Linked DNA regions of Mus musculus: all the other regions are linked to region 1. Evidence: chromatin contacts called from public Hi-C and HiChIP or PLAC-seq data. All regions are on one chromosome and are shown on one strand. Each heading gives the region's core, a stretch centred on a gene start, on an enhancer-like site or on the middle of the called end of the contact. The rest is flanking DNA. Distances are from core to core; before and after follow the strand shown. Region 1 holds the start of Tafa2 (TAFA chemokine like family member 2). Region 2 has its middle 220 kb from the start of Gm40794. Region 3 overlaps Tafa2 (TAFA chemokine like family member 2).

Region 1 (2,649 bases), core at 107-2,606:
AAAAAAACAACAACAAAAAACCTTGTTCCCCCAGGAAATGAGTTACCATGTAATTGTGATAAAATAAAAGTCTTTAATCATACGAGACACTGGTCTTTTGAAAGAGGTCATTTGAAGATATGTTGTGCACAATGATTGCCATGCCCCGGAGTCTCACAAACCTACCAGATACAATCGATTAAAATTCAAAACCCTATATTATTTTGTTTTGGATTTTTATTTGAAATTGCTTCAGTTACTCCCAATTGAAAAAGTAAATTATTGCCTTTTTTAAAGAGTAGACTAAGTACAATGATCAAGTTAGAAAAGAATAAATAAAAAATTCAAAATGAATAGAAAACTGTTTAATCATGACCTTGATACATATTTTCTATTTAAAAGCACACAAATGCCTAAGGCACACCTCCCACTAAATGACAATGTTCACAAACTCTAAACAGCAAAGTTACAGGTGTGCCTAGCTTAGTTGTGTCTGACGTAACAAATCTTTTTAATAAAATTTGCAGGAATGCTTTGTTAAAATAGCCCTCCCAAATCAACTACATAAAACCCTTTAGATAGAAAATAAGGCTAAATTATGTTACCATAAAATCACCAGCTAAAACATATTCCTTAGTTCTTAGTAACTATGGTAATAAGTGGTAGTTTATAGATGGTGGAAAGAATTATGCTAATCTTTCAATGACTCAGGGCTGGGGAAACACAACTACTTAGACCTGGGGAGAATTTAGCTAGTTTGAAAAATTAACCTAGTGGAACGAGAGAGGAGTCAGTTACAGACAAGATCCCTGAGTAAGCGTTCCAGAGTCGACATTTTCTCTCATTGTGTCTAAGTCTTACTCATTTTTCGTACTATCCTAACCACTAGCTTAAATGTTTTCTCATTCATAAGCACGATCAAAATGAGCTGAGTCTAAGAAGTCCTTTCTTGGAAGATCTTATGTACACCGCTTAAACCAGGACCCAATTTGGCCAAACCTTAAGGACATGACCTTCTAGGATCTGTCTCTGAAATCTCTGTAAAGTTAGGATATTCCTTTAGCAATGAATATGCTATCATGGGATTGTGTTAAAACCCCCTTAACTTTGACTCTGTCAGAATTTGTTAGTTGTAGAAATTCAAAATCCTCTTAAATCGGATAGTGTAAGAAAATTCTTGTTTATTTTTTTGGAAGAAAAATTATGAGTCTCCGTGACAGCCGGCAAAGCGTTCTAATCCAGATTTACCGCTAGAGGGAGACATAGTCCAGCATTTGCAACGTTTGCTGTCTTATACTTTTTTTTTTTTTTTTTTCTTTCTGCAGGAAGGTGGTTTGCTCTCAGCATCTGCAGCCACTGCTGACAGAATTGGGAGGGAGACAGAGGGAGTCAAAGCCTCCCGGTCCAGCCGTCCCATTTTACTGCTTAACTCAGCCTGGAGTGTCAGAACCCATCTTTGCCTGCCTTCTCTGTGCTTTGTACAGTGGGGCCAGTCGCTCCCAACGGCCAGCCCGCTGAGTGGAACAGGGGTCTAGGGTGGACTAGCAGGGCTCTGCCCGTTGGGGTGACTTTCGAACATTATCTTTAGTGTATTTTAACAGTACAGAGCTTGTGGTGGGACTCAGAGAGGGAGAAGCTTTGATTGCTTTTTAAAATTATTTTATTTTATTTTATTTTTTGGCTTTTTTTTTTTTTTTCTTCTGGTGATCTGGATTTGTTTCCTCGGGCCCCTCCCCTTGTTCCGTTCTTTCTCACTCCCGCCTTTGGCGAAGTGACACAGGCGACACCTGCTCGCTTGTGTCTGCTGCTGGAACTCGCACCTCCAAGGTGGTGAAGGTGCCGGCGCGCTCGTGACTTGGGGGGACAGCAGAGGGGTTCCCTCCCTTGGAGCACACGATGCGGAGAGTGGCGGCGGGTGGGATGCGAGGAGCTCTACCGGCTGCACTTGGAGGCGCGATCGAGGGGCTGCAGCTGGCCGGGAGTTGCTGCTAAGTGGACGCGACTCGACGGCGCCCAGGTGTCCGAGAGGGCACCCGCGGGACCCGAGTGCGAGCTGCGGGAACGCAGGCGTCTCCCGGGGAGGACGCCGGCCGAGCGCACAGCCCGCGAGCCTGCTCAGAACCGCTCCACACCGGGAGCCTGCAGACCTGGGAGAGCCGGGGAACTCGAGGAGTGTGCTCGGCGGCGGAGGCTGCTCTGCTGAAGGTGAATCACCGCGTCCAATTGCCTTTCCCTAGAGAACCCGGGGGAGGGCGGGAGAGGGGGAACGTGTGAGCGCGCGCGTTTGTGTGCAAGGGAGAGCCGACGCGGGGCGAGAGGAAAAGTCCTCGCTCGCCGCTCAAAGCAAACAAACCGGAGATGGAATAAGAGCGGCGGTGGCTGGAGCCCGCCTGGATCCTCGCAGTCGCGGGAGCCGAGCGCACCACCGCGCGCAGCGCATCGCCGGGGACAGCGGGCGACCGCGGGCGCCGCCGGGGGCTGCGGAGACTTTGGCTCTCCCCCTCGGTCGACGACCCTTCCGATTACTTTGACACTGTGGGATAAAGAGCAGAGCCCGGGGACCGACCTCGCGCGCTGCACCTTCCTTTTGCTTCGGGGAAGGGGGACCCCAGCTTGTAGGTGAAGACGCTGCCGAGCCCCCCTTTAGCCTTCGGAGGAGGCAGCACTCAC
Region 2 (2,649 bases), core at 102-2,601, 490 kb after region 1:
TAAGATCTTGACACGAGTTTAATGAGACAATCTATGTCTGTAGGTAAATGCTGGAGATGCTGGAGATGCTGGATGCTACTGTTGTACAGTTGCTACTACCTTAAAGGAGAGAGGCATAAATGTCACCTCTCACAACATGTCTTAATCACTGTTTTATTACTGTGAAGTGAAAAAAGAGACACCATGACCCCGGCAACTCTTATAAAAGAAAACATTTAGTTGGGGACTTGCTTATACTTTCAGAGGCTTACTCTATCATTGTCATGGTGGAGAACATGGTGGCATACAGCAAGGAACTGAAGTAAGAGCTGTGAGCTATATCCTGGGCCTTAGGCACCAGAGGAAGGGGGTGGGGAGCTAGAGAGACAGAGACAGAGAGAGAGAGACAGAGAGAGAGAAAGAGAGAGCTCTCAATACTGGGCCATTTAAGGACTCTTGAAACCTCAAAGCCCATCCCACAAGGCCACATCTCCTATTCTTGTAGGCCTTTCAAACATTCCCACTCCCTGGTGACCAAACATTCAAATACTTGAGCCCAAGGGGGCCATTCTCATTCAAACCACTATGTTATATATCTTTCTACCACGTAATCTAATAGTCATCAAGGTGTCTCCATCAGGTTGAAACAAACACAAACAAACAAACAAAAAAAGCAAGATCTACAGATCTGGAAATGTTTTAACTGAGACAAAATCACCAAGCAGACCTTTACAAATAGTCTGAAACACAAGAGTGCTTTCAAGATGATGTAGTGTTCATTAAATACACTGATTGCAAAGGCAATGCTGATTCTTGGCACAGAATAATGGAATTGAACTTGGTGTCAGAGAAATGTTTAGGATGGGGTGGGAAATAGAAAAGGGATTTATCCAGTTCATCTCCCATCATCATGGTCAGCCCTAAGCCTGACAGGAAGGACTGGGACCTGCAGCAGGTGTGGCAGTGAAACTTAGCTGCCAGGAATGGCGAATGTAATCTCTGCCAGATCTTCTTGCTGCTTTGCCTAGAAATTGTGGCAAGGGGCTTGAAAACAGTGTTTCCATATGCCACTGTTACTGGAATGGTTCCTTAGATAGACTCTCTTGTCATTTCTCATATGTAGGAACTCATTAGACACCTAGAGGAAGAACATATGGAGCGGAACAATTGTGCTATTGGTAGAAAGTGCTGCATAATAGAGGATTTGTATTCTGAAAGGTCTTGCTGTAAACAGCTCACTGGAAACAGCGATGGCTGACTTTTCATGCAGTGGGTACGGACATCATTTTCACCATCCCGAGCACAGGCACAGACATTCTATTTGGAAACAAACTCTTCAGTAGCCTCCTGGCCAGAGGGGGTGTTGTCTCGAATTACCATTTTTCTTTCAACTCTGAAAGGCTAATTAATGAGCTGTGACTGCTTTTCTGCTCTTCAGGAGGAAGGAGGCATCTGGATCCCAGTTCATCTTTCTGACAGAAGACATACACCTTTAAAGGCAAATGCTTTTTAGCTCATGATACGGACACGAAAATCTGCAGTTGGAAAGACCTACCTAGGGCTCACTTTAAGTTCATCACCTGGTCTAGTTATTCATGGTCCAGAGTCCCAGTTGCTCATCCCTAAAACAGGAGTAATAGACTCTTAACTTAGAAGTGGTGAGATGTCGGTGAAATAATTCATGCCCAGCAAGTTCAAGCAGGGAGCAGAGTTATCACGAGCAATTATTGTTGTCATTGAATAGTTTCCCAACCAATACACTTACTTAACAACTATTTCATCCTGTTAGCCACAAAGGGACAGACAGATCTTGGAAATGTAAGTTTCTTTACCGGAGTGAAACTGATCAGAGCAGACAAGAATGTATCTAAATTAAAATAAATTAAACCCAAAATGAAGAAATGTAATTATTTTATATATATATAACTAAGAATTGATTCCCTAGTGTCAGGAAGGGACATTCTTGAATATGTTTGGCATCTCTCCCTGTAGTGTGAATCATGATCCCCAGCAGACGTTTCTCTGGGGTATCGTTGTTGGCAGTCAGATTGTGACAGTGGCATCATACAGACTCAGACTTGTAACATAGGATGGTGTTCCCAAGAGGCCTTCGGTTTCTTCCAGCCCTGCCCACTGCTGTGCACTCAGTTCTTGCATTTCTGAACAAGAGGAATTCAGACAGGACATCAGTGATGTGAGCCACAAAGAGTGTAAGCAGAGCAAGCAGGGATGCAAGAAAACACCCTTTAGGAGAAGAGCAGGCCTTTTGGGGTGGGAATCTAGCAGTATTGGTTTGGCAAATGATCATGTTGTCAACTCTCCTTCTCAGAGCCCATGTTCACTCCCAAAGGTCAGAGCTGTGGTGCCCAGCTTTTGTTTCTGAAGCTTCTTATGGCAGTGGGATGGTCATTAATGTTAACCCATAACTGTCTGAGTGGGATGGTCATTAATTTTAACCCATAGCTGTCCTACCAGGCTGGGGGAGAAAGATGTCATTTTCTTCAGTGCTGTACCTGCTGATAAGTTTCCTGTGTCCTAGTAAGTAACTCCCCACCCATGCTTGGGCGAATTCACTTAGACAGTGACACATAGAAAGTTAAGACATGAAAGTAGGGGGTGGGGACTTGTTTGAGAGATAGATTTCAGTGGAGTGGTTGAAGTTCAAACATG
Region 3 (2,649 bases), core at 68-2,567, 360 kb after region 1:
CTAGATTGATTCCCCATGTCAGTCACGCTGACTGGTTGTGAAACATGCCAAATAACATTACCATTGATTTATCACACTCTCACTATAAATATCCAGGCACGGTGAGATACAGAGCTGAGGCACTGCAGGCACATATATAAAAATAGACTTGAAGCATATTAAGTCAGGATTAGCCTAAAAATGCCACTGCTTGCCTCTTGGTCCTATCGGAAGTCACAACACTGTCTTGTTGACCACCAGAGTGCTGGGGTCAGCTTTGGACAGCCAAGACTTGCTCTCCAGCACCATCCCCATCTATGAACATGAGCATCATGGGTATTCTATTCTATATGGTCTCAGGCCACTCAGTCTCCATGTATTAAGTTCCTTCTGCCTAAATTCTAGGCTCACTCTGCTTGGCTGATATTTTTCTCTCCCTTCCAGGACTGACTTAAATGTCTTGGTTAGAATTTCATAGGCATAAGCTAAAACATTGCCTGGGGAGTGGAGGATCAAGAAGCCGAGCCACAGTAGACTGGGGAGGAAATTCTGCCAGTGTTCTCAGGGATACAGAGCTGTTCTGTGAGCTCTTTCTTTCCCGCCTCTCCAACTAGACTGAACTTTCTGATAAGAAAGTGATGTACCTTGCCTCTTTGTCTCAGGGACACAGGCACATGTTATCACATGGGAGGATCCAGCTTGTGAGAAGTCATTCTCTGTAATTCAACCACTTGTGTCTGCTGTCCTTCATGCTGCTTGGACCCTCCAAGCCAGCAGTTCTCACCCGGGACAGTGTAGACATTTGAGGCTGTACAATGCTCTGTTAAGTGGCCAGAGGTGTGTATTGCATAACTTTAGGAGAGTCCATGTTCTCCCCTCATGAGATACCATCAGCCCAATTGTCATCAAGTGAAATGTGTATTTCCCCAAGTCACAGGGAGACTTTCTGCTATTTCAGACTATTTCAGAATTATTGGAAATATATTTTCTAATTAATATGTTCAGATAATCAAATTATGGCCCCTCCCATGCTGCTTTCTAGCCAGATACAGTTCTGCAGCACTTCACATATCATCAGTGTTCAACATGTTCACTGAAAGTGTTTTTTTTTTTTTTAAATGCCTGGGAAAACACCATGGTTTACATCATAAAATTGCCTTTTTGTCTGTTTGTTTTTCTGTTTGTGCTTCAGTGGAATCAATATGAAATTGCTCTGGGCCTAAATCCCAAATCCCACATTCTACACATACCCTGAAAGACCCACATGACCCCAGCTCTCCCCTGGCTAGAGGGACTCGACTTATCCAGAGAACTTTTCTGGAGATTCTAAAGGGCTCTGCCAATGTTTTTTTGGCCAGTTCTGACGGCTGACATGTGTTCTTTTCTCTAGAGTGGCTGTGCCCTTTTACCTGCTTGTGTAAATTACCCTGGCTTGGATTGAAAGCGATAGCAACTCATAGTTAGCAAAGGTTGGGGGAAGGTGGGCTTATCTGAAGCATACTATATTATTTCACAGAACTGAATTAAAAATAGCATGCTTTAGGATTTTGGGAAGAAGCTAGAAGAGCGTAGACACAGCACAGACCCCTGTTCTATCTCTGCTTCTCTGTGTCATGTGTCTTTGAAATAAACTCATTTTCTATTCTGAAATTTCCACCACATGCAGAGCCCAGAGCCATGGGTATACACTGAGCCTCTTCTTGTTAATGGCTGTTCTTCTGCCACAGAGGCGCTGATTCTTAGCCCTTGGGTTTAGCTTCTCCCAATGACTCACCTCGGATTAATTGCCCATCCCCACATTGTCCTGCCCCGGATGATGGTTGGACTTACCTGTAGCAGCTGCTGCATCACAGGCTTCTCTCCAGGCTCCGTGAGCCACACAGTCCACTCAGACATCTCCTCCAGTGGCTAATTGTTTCCCTCCCTTCAGTGCTTGTCTCTAATGTAATTTCCTAAAAGAACCCTAATTACAAGCTCTTGTACGGCTTCTCACTTATTCATAATACTTATTAAAATTATAATTGCCTTTTTATTGGTATGTTTGTTTGTCGACTGACTCTCTCTTTCTCCCCCACTCGAATGTGAGTTTCAGGAACGTAGCAATCATATCTGCCTTGTTCTCTGTTGTCTTCACCCATTAGCATACAGTCTTGCAAAGAGTAGCTATCTGATTAGTAATTACTGAAGTAGGCAGGAATTCCTGGACTTGAAACATTCCACACATAGCGTTTTAGACATGTAAGTGATACACTTTGTTCTTAAAAAGATTTTTAAAAAATTAATTTTATTTAAAGGAACAGTAGTAGATTTCCTACAGAATGCATAATGTGCCCTCCAAGGGCATCAAGGGCGCACCTCTCCTATTAAGACTGCTGCTCAGTAGCTTTTACCTTCATGGCATTTCCTGGCTGGCACCCATAGGCTGAGAGTTATGATGTGATCAAAGATCAACCTTCATTTTTATTTTTGTGAGGAGAGATGTTAAAAGCTGAGAATGTGGAAACAAGAATTTTCACCCCCAAAGTGTACCACATAATTTTTCACTTTTGTAAACTTAGAGGTAATTGGAGCAAAAGAAAAATAAAAGCAATTACAGTGACTTTGATAAATAATGAGCAAGATTTATACCAATCTGTTGATTATAATTATCTTCAAATGTATCAGTGATGT

What was found. A called contact is a pair of places that touch in the nucleus more often than the background predicts. HiChIP or PLAC-seq counts read pairs in DNA pulled down with a chosen protein or histone mark.
Region 2: a contact with region 1 is called in an H3K4me3 HiChIP or PLAC-seq map of neural tube, with 4 times the contacts expected there. The contact joins the enhancer-like site here to the promoter of Tafa2 in region 1. A contact is called at or near these places in 4 of 39 promoter capture datasets (embryonic stem cells, hippocampal neurons, liver and 1 more), 2 of 484 Hi-C or Micro-C datasets (gonadal supporting cells and myeloid progenitors) and 2 of 115 datasets of contacts at active chromatin or transcription factors (embryonic hindbrain and neural tube).
Region 3: a Hi-C map of liver shows a contact between it and region 1, with 2.0 times the contacts expected there. The contact joins the enhancer-like site here to the promoter of Tafa2 in region 1. A contact is called at or near these places in 6 of 39 promoter capture datasets (the HPC-7 cell line, embryonic stem cells, liver and 2 more), 1 of 484 Hi-C or Micro-C datasets (liver), 1 of 115 datasets of contacts at active chromatin or transcription factors (embryonic forebrain) and 1 of 9 other capture datasets (embryonic stem cells).

Annotation. Positions count from the first base shown.
Region 1 is chr10:123,262,720-123,265,368 of GRCm38.p6, forward strand. Tafa2 (TAFA chemokine like family member 2) reads left to right here and starts at 1,357. Exons shown (of 5, transcript NM_001252387.1): 1 at 1,357-2,649.
Region 2 is chr10:123,750,815-123,753,463 of GRCm38.p6, forward strand. No RefSeq gene overlaps it. Among named protein-coding and RNA genes, the nearest start is that of Gm40794, 220 kb to the left of the region's middle. Within about 2 kb of position 1,352, at least 2 of the 459 cell types and tissues checked have an H3K27ac peak or open chromatin away from gene starts, as enhancers often do. A contact at or near this core is called in neural tube, where this site is marked.
Region 3 is chr10:123,623,019-123,625,667 of GRCm38.p6, forward strand. All of the region lies in intron 2 of Tafa2 (TAFA chemokine like family member 2), which reads left to right. Among named protein-coding and RNA genes, the nearest start is that of Gm40794, 88 kb to the left of the region's middle. Within about 2 kb of position 1,318, at least 2 of the 459 cell types and tissues checked have an H3K27ac peak or open chromatin away from gene starts, as enhancers often do. A contact at or near this core is called in liver, where this site is marked.